Regions from separate parts of the Mus musculus genome. Here region 2 is linked to region 1. A link is a contact called in public HiChIP or PLAC-seq data. All regions are on one chromosome and are shown on one strand. Each heading gives the region's core, a stretch centred on a gene start, on an enhancer-like site or on the middle of the called end of the contact. The rest is flanking DNA. Distances are from core to core; before and after follow the strand shown.

Region 1 (3,607 bases), core at 325-2,824:
ATAGAGGTCATCTTGCAGTACAAGAATAGTGAGTAGTGGGAAATAGGCCTTGAGGGCAGTTGTGGTGGTTACCTTCGGAAGATGGATACTTTCTCTACAGTAGAAGGGGTCATCTACTAAGAGTGGAAAATCAGGGTGTGACAGGAATGGAGGATTGGGGAGAGCTGTTCAGGATTCGAAGTGTTCTTGTTCAGGACATGATTCAGCTAGAAGCAGGTAAAGGAATCACCCATGTAAGTGTATGTGCTATTCTTGATTGTGTGGATTTATTCTTAGCAACATGTTGCCCTGAAAAAGCCTGAACCCTGCTCCAATCCCAACACACACACACACACACACACACACACTGAATGCCTCTATTCTGCTCCTGTAGCTTATACTGTTGTGTGAAGGACCATCAAATTCTGCATCTCCACGTTTATAATCCTTTCCATCCTGAATTCACACTCTTTATAGCTTTTTTCCACATGACATGTAAATCATGTGGTCTAGAGTCAAAATAGAATTCTGAACTCCCCAGTTTATGAGTCTCCGCACCTGCTCTTTATTCCCTGAGGCACTCCTTACTCCTCCACTTAGAAGGATCTCTCCTCTTTCTTAGTGACCTCCTTTTGGAATTTAGCATGTCCTTGAATGTACTATGTCTGATCTTAGTCAAGATATGTGCCATTGTGTTGAGAGTTAACATCCTCAGAGGCCTCATTAGAGAAAGCTGTTAAGAAAATATTGTAATACAAACAAGAAATGGCTCTTCTGCACTCTCACTGCCTGCATGTCGTTGCTCTGTGGCTGAACTTGTTTCACATTCTTTTTCTTCTTTTAATTAAATATTTAGAAGCAGAAGCAGATATCAGGTACTGTCTTGGTATGTATCAGAGTTGGACTCTGAGATGGATGCTTTATTATAAAACCACATACTGCTGTCCTGCCTGACAAAAAGAGCAGAGATGCCTCAGCATTATTTAATGCCTGCTTTGTAATCACATCCCCCACTTGTTTTAAGAATATGCTTCTATTGTTGGCTTGTTTAAACTGGTATCTAAACAGACTATATTAGTTTAATAATATATTTGATTGCTAGGACCCTATCTCAAAAACAAGTGAATATATCAAAGGAAAGAGCACTCTAGGGATCAAACCCGGTTCCTTATACTTGCAAGGTAATGAATGCTTAGCCCTCTGAGTCATCTCTGTGCCTCAACCACACCTTGTGAGACAGGGTCTGACCTAGCCGGGCTGACCTGGCACTCAGCCATGCACCAAGGATGATTTTGAACTTCTAATCCCTCTGCTGCCACCTGTCCAGCACTGGGCACCACCATTCCCAGTTTTTACGTGGTACCAGGGTTAGAACCCACAATTCTGTCCATACTAGACAAGCACTCAACCAACTTAGATCGCCTGGTAAATTTTGTGGACTTATAAAAACTTTTATTAGATTCGGAGTAGGCCTTAAATGCTAGCTTTCAATGGGCAAGATTATGGCTACATGAAAGTACAGCTCAGGCTGTACTTCACCAGGTCTGTTTTGTTGCTATGTGCATGAAAGAATGTGAAGAAAAATGTTAACAATGCCAGAGCCTGCTACCTCCCTCTCTGCCCCTCCTAGTCTGTTACCTTGGCTTCTCCACCTTGCTTCCTGGTGCAGCCCACACCCTTTTTGCAGTTTTTATCACTCCTATCCTGGCTCTAGCTGCTGTCCTCCCTATCCTGCTGCTTATTGTTTAGTAATATAGATGATCCCATGTTGTTTAGAAGATGTGTTTCTGACTCAGTCAAATTCCTGTGAACTTTTAGTTTTGATTGTGTATGTCTGTGTGTGTGCATGCCATGGTACATGTAAGGGATGTTGTACTAACTTTTCTGTTGCTGTGACAAAACACCACGATCAAGGCAACTTACAAAACACAGTGTTGGATTGGGCTTATGATTTCAGAGGACTTAGTGTCTGTGATGGCAGAGCCAGAGCATGGCAGCAGAAACAGCTGAGAGCTCACATTTTGATCTATAAGCAGGAGACAGGGAGGAACACTGGAAGTGGCACCAATCTTCTGAAACCTCAAAGCCCTTCCTACTGGCTCTTCCCAGCAGTTCCACCAACTGGGGACCAAGCATTCAAATATATGAGCCTAGGGTGTGTGTGTGAGGGAATTCTTACTCAGACCACCACAAAGCACAACTTACAGGAATCCGTTCTCTTCTTCCTGGGTCCTAGGGAATCAAACTCAGGTCCTTAAGTTTCATACAAGTACCTTTACCTCACCAGCACTCCATGAGCTTTTGATGGCTGTTTTTGATGGCTGGTCCACTTGGATGTGTCTTATAAAGTTTGATAAAGGAAACTTTTACAGAGTTCAGAGGCATTGGCAACATTATCCACAGGTGGATCACATTTTTTGGTGATTTTTTTCCCCCCTGTTCTGGACAGTGTTTCTAATAGTTGATATTGCCTTCTTGTCTGTCTGTCTTTCCTTCCTTCCTTCTTTCTTTCCATCCTTCCTTCCTCTCTCTTGCCCCTCCCCTCTTTTTCTTTAAGACAGGGTCTCACTGTATAGCACTGGCTGACTTGGAATTCCCAGTGTATACCAGACTGGCCTCAAACTCACAGAAACCCACCCGTTTCTGTTCCCCACACTAGCGTTTTGTATGTTCTGGCCCTAGTTACTTTGCCCTTGAACCCACTGGCAATGGTACTGAATTGTTGGATCCGCAGCACTGGATCTCATGACAGAGCACTCCTGAGAGACCTTATTTAGGAAGACCTTATGCTTGACAAATAAATATAAGATGAATGAGTGTTGAAAATAATGTAAAACACTAATTTTGCTTTATTAAAGTATGTTTTTAAGATATTTTTATTCTTTTTTAGTTATGTTTAAGAGAGTGTATGTGCACATGAGTGCAGGTACCCATGAGGCCAGAGGTGTTGGCTCCCCTGGAGCTGGAGTTGCAAGTAGTTGTGAGTTGCCTGGCATGAGTATTAAGAACTAAAGTTGGTCCAGGGTAAGTGAAGTAAGTGCCGTCTCTCCAGCTCATAATGAGGTTTCTTTTTTGTTTTGGTTTGTTTTCATTATCTTATGAGATAAAAACTTAGGCTAAAAGAGGATTTGTCTCTATCAAATCCATAGTTAGTTATAAAACAAAATTATTTTTATTGCATATCACATAGAGAAACTAATGGGCTGAAATTGCACAGCTGTTCATATAGTTTATAGACCTTCTGGACCAGCATAAAAGATGCTGGTAATGAACCTTGGTTAATTACAGTTCTGCATAGATGCTGCTTTGTAGCTCCTGTTACTATAAGGAGAAGAAATAGATAATCCCTTAACACTAATGACCACTTCGATGGTTGGGTTTCAGTTAGGCTTCTTCCCCTCTTGTGCCTGAAGGGGGATGTCATTGTAACAGAATGCTGAAAACTGTAAGTTGACAAGTTAGATGAATATTTAGGCAAATTTTTAGTCTTACCATATTTACACTTGTGGAAGGTATTGTTCAAATCTACAGTTTTATAGACTCTGAAATTTCATGAAATACACTCTAAAACTATAGTTTGTATATCTTTCAAAATCTCAGGGGCTAGAGCAGTAGCTCAGCAGTTGAG
Region 2 (3,607 bases), core at 797-3,296, 170 kb after region 1:
GGACAGGTGGTCTTGGTGGTATAAGAAAGCAAGCTGAACAAGCCATTAGAAGCAAGCCAATAAGCAAAAAAACCATGGTTTCTGTTTCAGTTCCCATGTTCCTGCCTTAAGTTCCATCCTTGGGTTCATTTTATGATGAACTATGATCAGGTTGTGTAAGCCAAATTTACCCTTTCCTCCCCAAGCTGCTTGGCCTTAGTGTTCATCACAGCAATAGAAAGCAAACCAGGATAGGGCCTACAGTGAGGCCAGACTTCCTGACAGAAGGATATGTAATAAAGCAGACCTGCGCACCTCATAGCCAGGAAACAGAGTTGGAGGAAGAGCAGGTCCCCAGTGTCATTCCTCCACTTCCTACTTCCTGAGCCCTACTTCCTAGTTTCCACTTCTTCCAACCATGATTAGCTCACCGGTAATCATCATTGACTAAGTCGTTGTTAATCCATCACTGACAGAGTCAGAGCTCTCATGATCTGGATACTTTACCCCTCCAAGCCCTGCCTCTCAACACTGCAGTTTTGGGAGGACATTTGCTACTCAGATCATAATACTACCCCTGACTGGGCTCGAGGTATAAATCACATATAACAACAAACTATAGTTTTCTCATGTAAAGTATGGTGAGTTTTGGTGAATGCTTTTCCTCATACCATGATTAAACAACTGTAGCACTAGAATGTTCCTCTCTGTCCTTGCTTATTCATTTCTGCCAGTTGGAAGCATTGACTTGAATTCTTTTTGTTTGTTTGTTTATTTTATTTATTTACATTTCAAATGTTATCCCCTTTTCCAGTTTCCCCTCTAAAAACCCCCTATCCCATCCCCTTCCCCTGCTTCTATGAGGGTGCTCCTCCACCCACCCACCCACCCACTTCCACCTCACTGCCCTAGCATTCCCCTACACTGGGGCATCCATCCTCCACAGGACCAAGGGGCTCCCTTTCCATTGATGCCAGATAAGACCATCTTCTGCTACATAAGCAGCTTGAGCCATGGTCCCTCCATGTGTACTCTTTGGTTGGTGGTTTAGTCCATGGAAACTTTGGGGCATCTGGTTGGTTGATATTGTTGTTCTTCCTAAGGGGTTGAAAACCCCTTTAGCTCCTTCAGTCCTTCCTCTAACTCCTCCATTGATGTCCCCGTGCTCAGTCCGATGGTTGGCTGTTGGGGCCAGCCTGCAGCTCTCATGTCCAGGTTCGAGCCTGGGAGGCAGCCTGGAGCTGAAAGAAAAGGAATCTAGGTGGAAGAGAGAGAGAAATGGAACCAAGACAGTATTCTGATCAAGGTTCAAATTTTTAATGGCAGACATGCTTTATAAAGGAGAGGGGAGGCCCATTCCTGCCAAGTTGGAGGTGACCATGTGTAGGATCAGATGTAGACTCCCGCCCAGCTGCAGGTGACTACGTATAGGATCAGATGTAGACTCTGGAACAGCTAGGCCAACTCCCAGCAGGTAGCAGCAGCGGCAGTGGCAGAACAGTAGAGTGATCCAGGGAGGCAGGCTCCACCCTAGGTGATCTCCTTAGTGGTAAGCAAAGTCAAGGGCTGGCTCAGCCTGCTTCAGGCTTGTGGGGGGAGGTTACATCTCCTCACTGTTATTAATATAAAAAAGAAAGGCTGGACTGAGGCATAAAATTTATTTATGCTCTATAGTTCTATCTGATTTCTTTGGGCCTAGTGAAGAAACCTGTCTCAGTGGGGTTCCCTAACTTTTCTCATGGTAACCCTTGTTTGGTTAAGACTGTCCTAGAAAACACCTAGCAGACCAGCCCTGAGCTGCAGGCTCTATCTTTTGTAATACTTAATTAGATACTGAATAGGTAACTTCCTTACTGAATTCCTACTGAATTCCAAGTTGTTTTTCTAGGACATTGGAACAATGGCAAAGGCTTAACTCTATCAGAATCCAATCTTAAAAGGAATTTATAATAAGATAATACTAAAAGAGCGCACGTGGATCCAAACACCAGACTAACGCGGGGATAGGGTTAGAATGTACGGGTTAATGAGAACACCAAAGCTCCAGGAGGTGAGTTTTCGTGAAACTCTGCCTCATGAGTGCTTCTAGGCCTCTTGGCCTGCCAAGCAAACTTCACTGCTTGTGCAATGGGAGTGTGCATAGCATTCCCCCATTCTTATATTTCTGCCGAAGTTCTGGAATGTCCTGTCTTGTCGTAGCTATAGATCTTAGAAGTGCTCTAAAGGTGAGTGGAACACAATGATTTACTAATAAAATAATGCCAATAATAATAGTAAGTAGGATAATATATTGAGCCCAATCCAGGGGATTCAATGCACTTAGGTTACTATTAAATCTCTGGCCAATTCATCAATGTTCCAAGTGTCCAAGTGACTATTGCTAATATCTGAAATTTCTGCCTTTTTAGCCTTAATATATGCTATGTCCCTGCCCTATTGTTAGGACTACTACTTCTAAGATATTAACCTTTGCCTCCAGTTCTTACATGGCTCTGTGGTGAATTATTAATAAACCATGGCCTCTTGGCATGTACTTCTGTCTAGATTGATATGATTTTGAGATTTGGATGTTCGTCTAGACTGTCCGGCCCTCATAGCAAACATTAATTCTAAAACAGACTAAAAGCCACAATTTGTACTGGAATGCTACTTGAGTGAAGATTAGTAACTGCTACCTGCTTGGAGGTGGGGAATGCACACCTGTTGCAGTCAGGCTGAAGGGCATTTAACTGACCTGCTTGAAAAACAAAGTCAGTGAAAGGCAACAGTACAAAAGCATCTTTTGGGGAAGTCCAGGTACTCTATTCAATTGCAAATTAGCAACAACCAAGCTTAGACTTAGAGCTCCTGGTGTGGGAGGAGGTGACCTTGAGAATCACTGAAAGGCTGCAATCTTTCTGGGAGAGGAGGCTGTGCTCCAATTTAACTTTGTTAAGTAATTAAGAATATTTAGCTAACTTCCCTGGGATTCTCTAATACTGGAATTATTACTAGGCCAGTCCAAGATTGAGTTAGAATAACTGGTCACAATGAGGGAAAGAGAAGGATCACCATAACTCTTTTTATATGAGCAATCTTTCTAAGTCAGATTACAGTCTCTGATGTTCTTTTAAGCAAGGCAGCTTCACTTGTCCAAACTGGAAAAATGGCAAGCAAGGATGGGTCGAAAACATGTACCCAAATCAGCTTTCTAGTCACTAAAGTCAGGGCACTTACCTGTCAGCCCGTCACATGAATTAACCATCATGCTTCTGCAGCGTTCTGTGGAGAGAACCTATACTTTTCCCTTTCCTAATAAGGTAGCTGTTCAGGATCAAGCCATATGCCAATAAGTAGATCCTTTTAAGATACTATAAGGCATTTATTAAATTCTTTGACATCCAAATTTCAAAATTCTAAAATAAAAGTATGATTTAAATGTGCATGGGAATGCACTAAATAATATGCATGGGGATATAATTTCCCCCTTCTTTGTCTTTAAAGAATCTAGAGTTTAAAGTTCCACAATACCTTGTCCTTGAGAATTAATAATTTGTTGACAAAACATCTCAAATATTTGACTTATAGTCAGTATTTATGTAACATGGGCAGTGACTAATTGCACTTTCAATTGTTTCTCTTAAAGAGC

The links. HiChIP or PLAC-seq counts read pairs in DNA pulled down with a chosen protein or histone mark.
Region 2: a contact with region 1 is called in an H3K27ac HiChIP or PLAC-seq map of embryonic stem cells, with 7 read pairs. The contact joins two enhancer-like sites.

Annotation. Positions count from the first base shown.
Region 1 is chr10:58,363,722-58,367,328 of GRCm38.p6, forward strand. It overlaps a transcript of Lims1 not described here. Among named protein-coding and RNA genes, the nearest start is that of Gm23058, 16 kb to the left of the region's middle. Within about 2 kb of position 1,575, at least 42 of the 459 cell types and tissues checked have an H3K27ac peak or open chromatin away from gene starts, as enhancers often do. A contact at or near this core is called in embryonic stem cells, where this site is marked.
Region 2 is chr10:58,529,630-58,533,236 of GRCm38.p6, forward strand. The region is part of intron 10 of Ccdc138 (coiled-coil domain containing 138); the gene reads left to right. Among named protein-coding and RNA genes, the nearest start is that of Ccdc138, 33 kb to the left of the region's middle. Within about 2 kb of position 2,047, at least 14 of the 459 cell types and tissues checked have an H3K27ac peak or open chromatin away from gene starts, as enhancers often do. A contact at or near this core is called in embryonic stem cells, where this site is marked.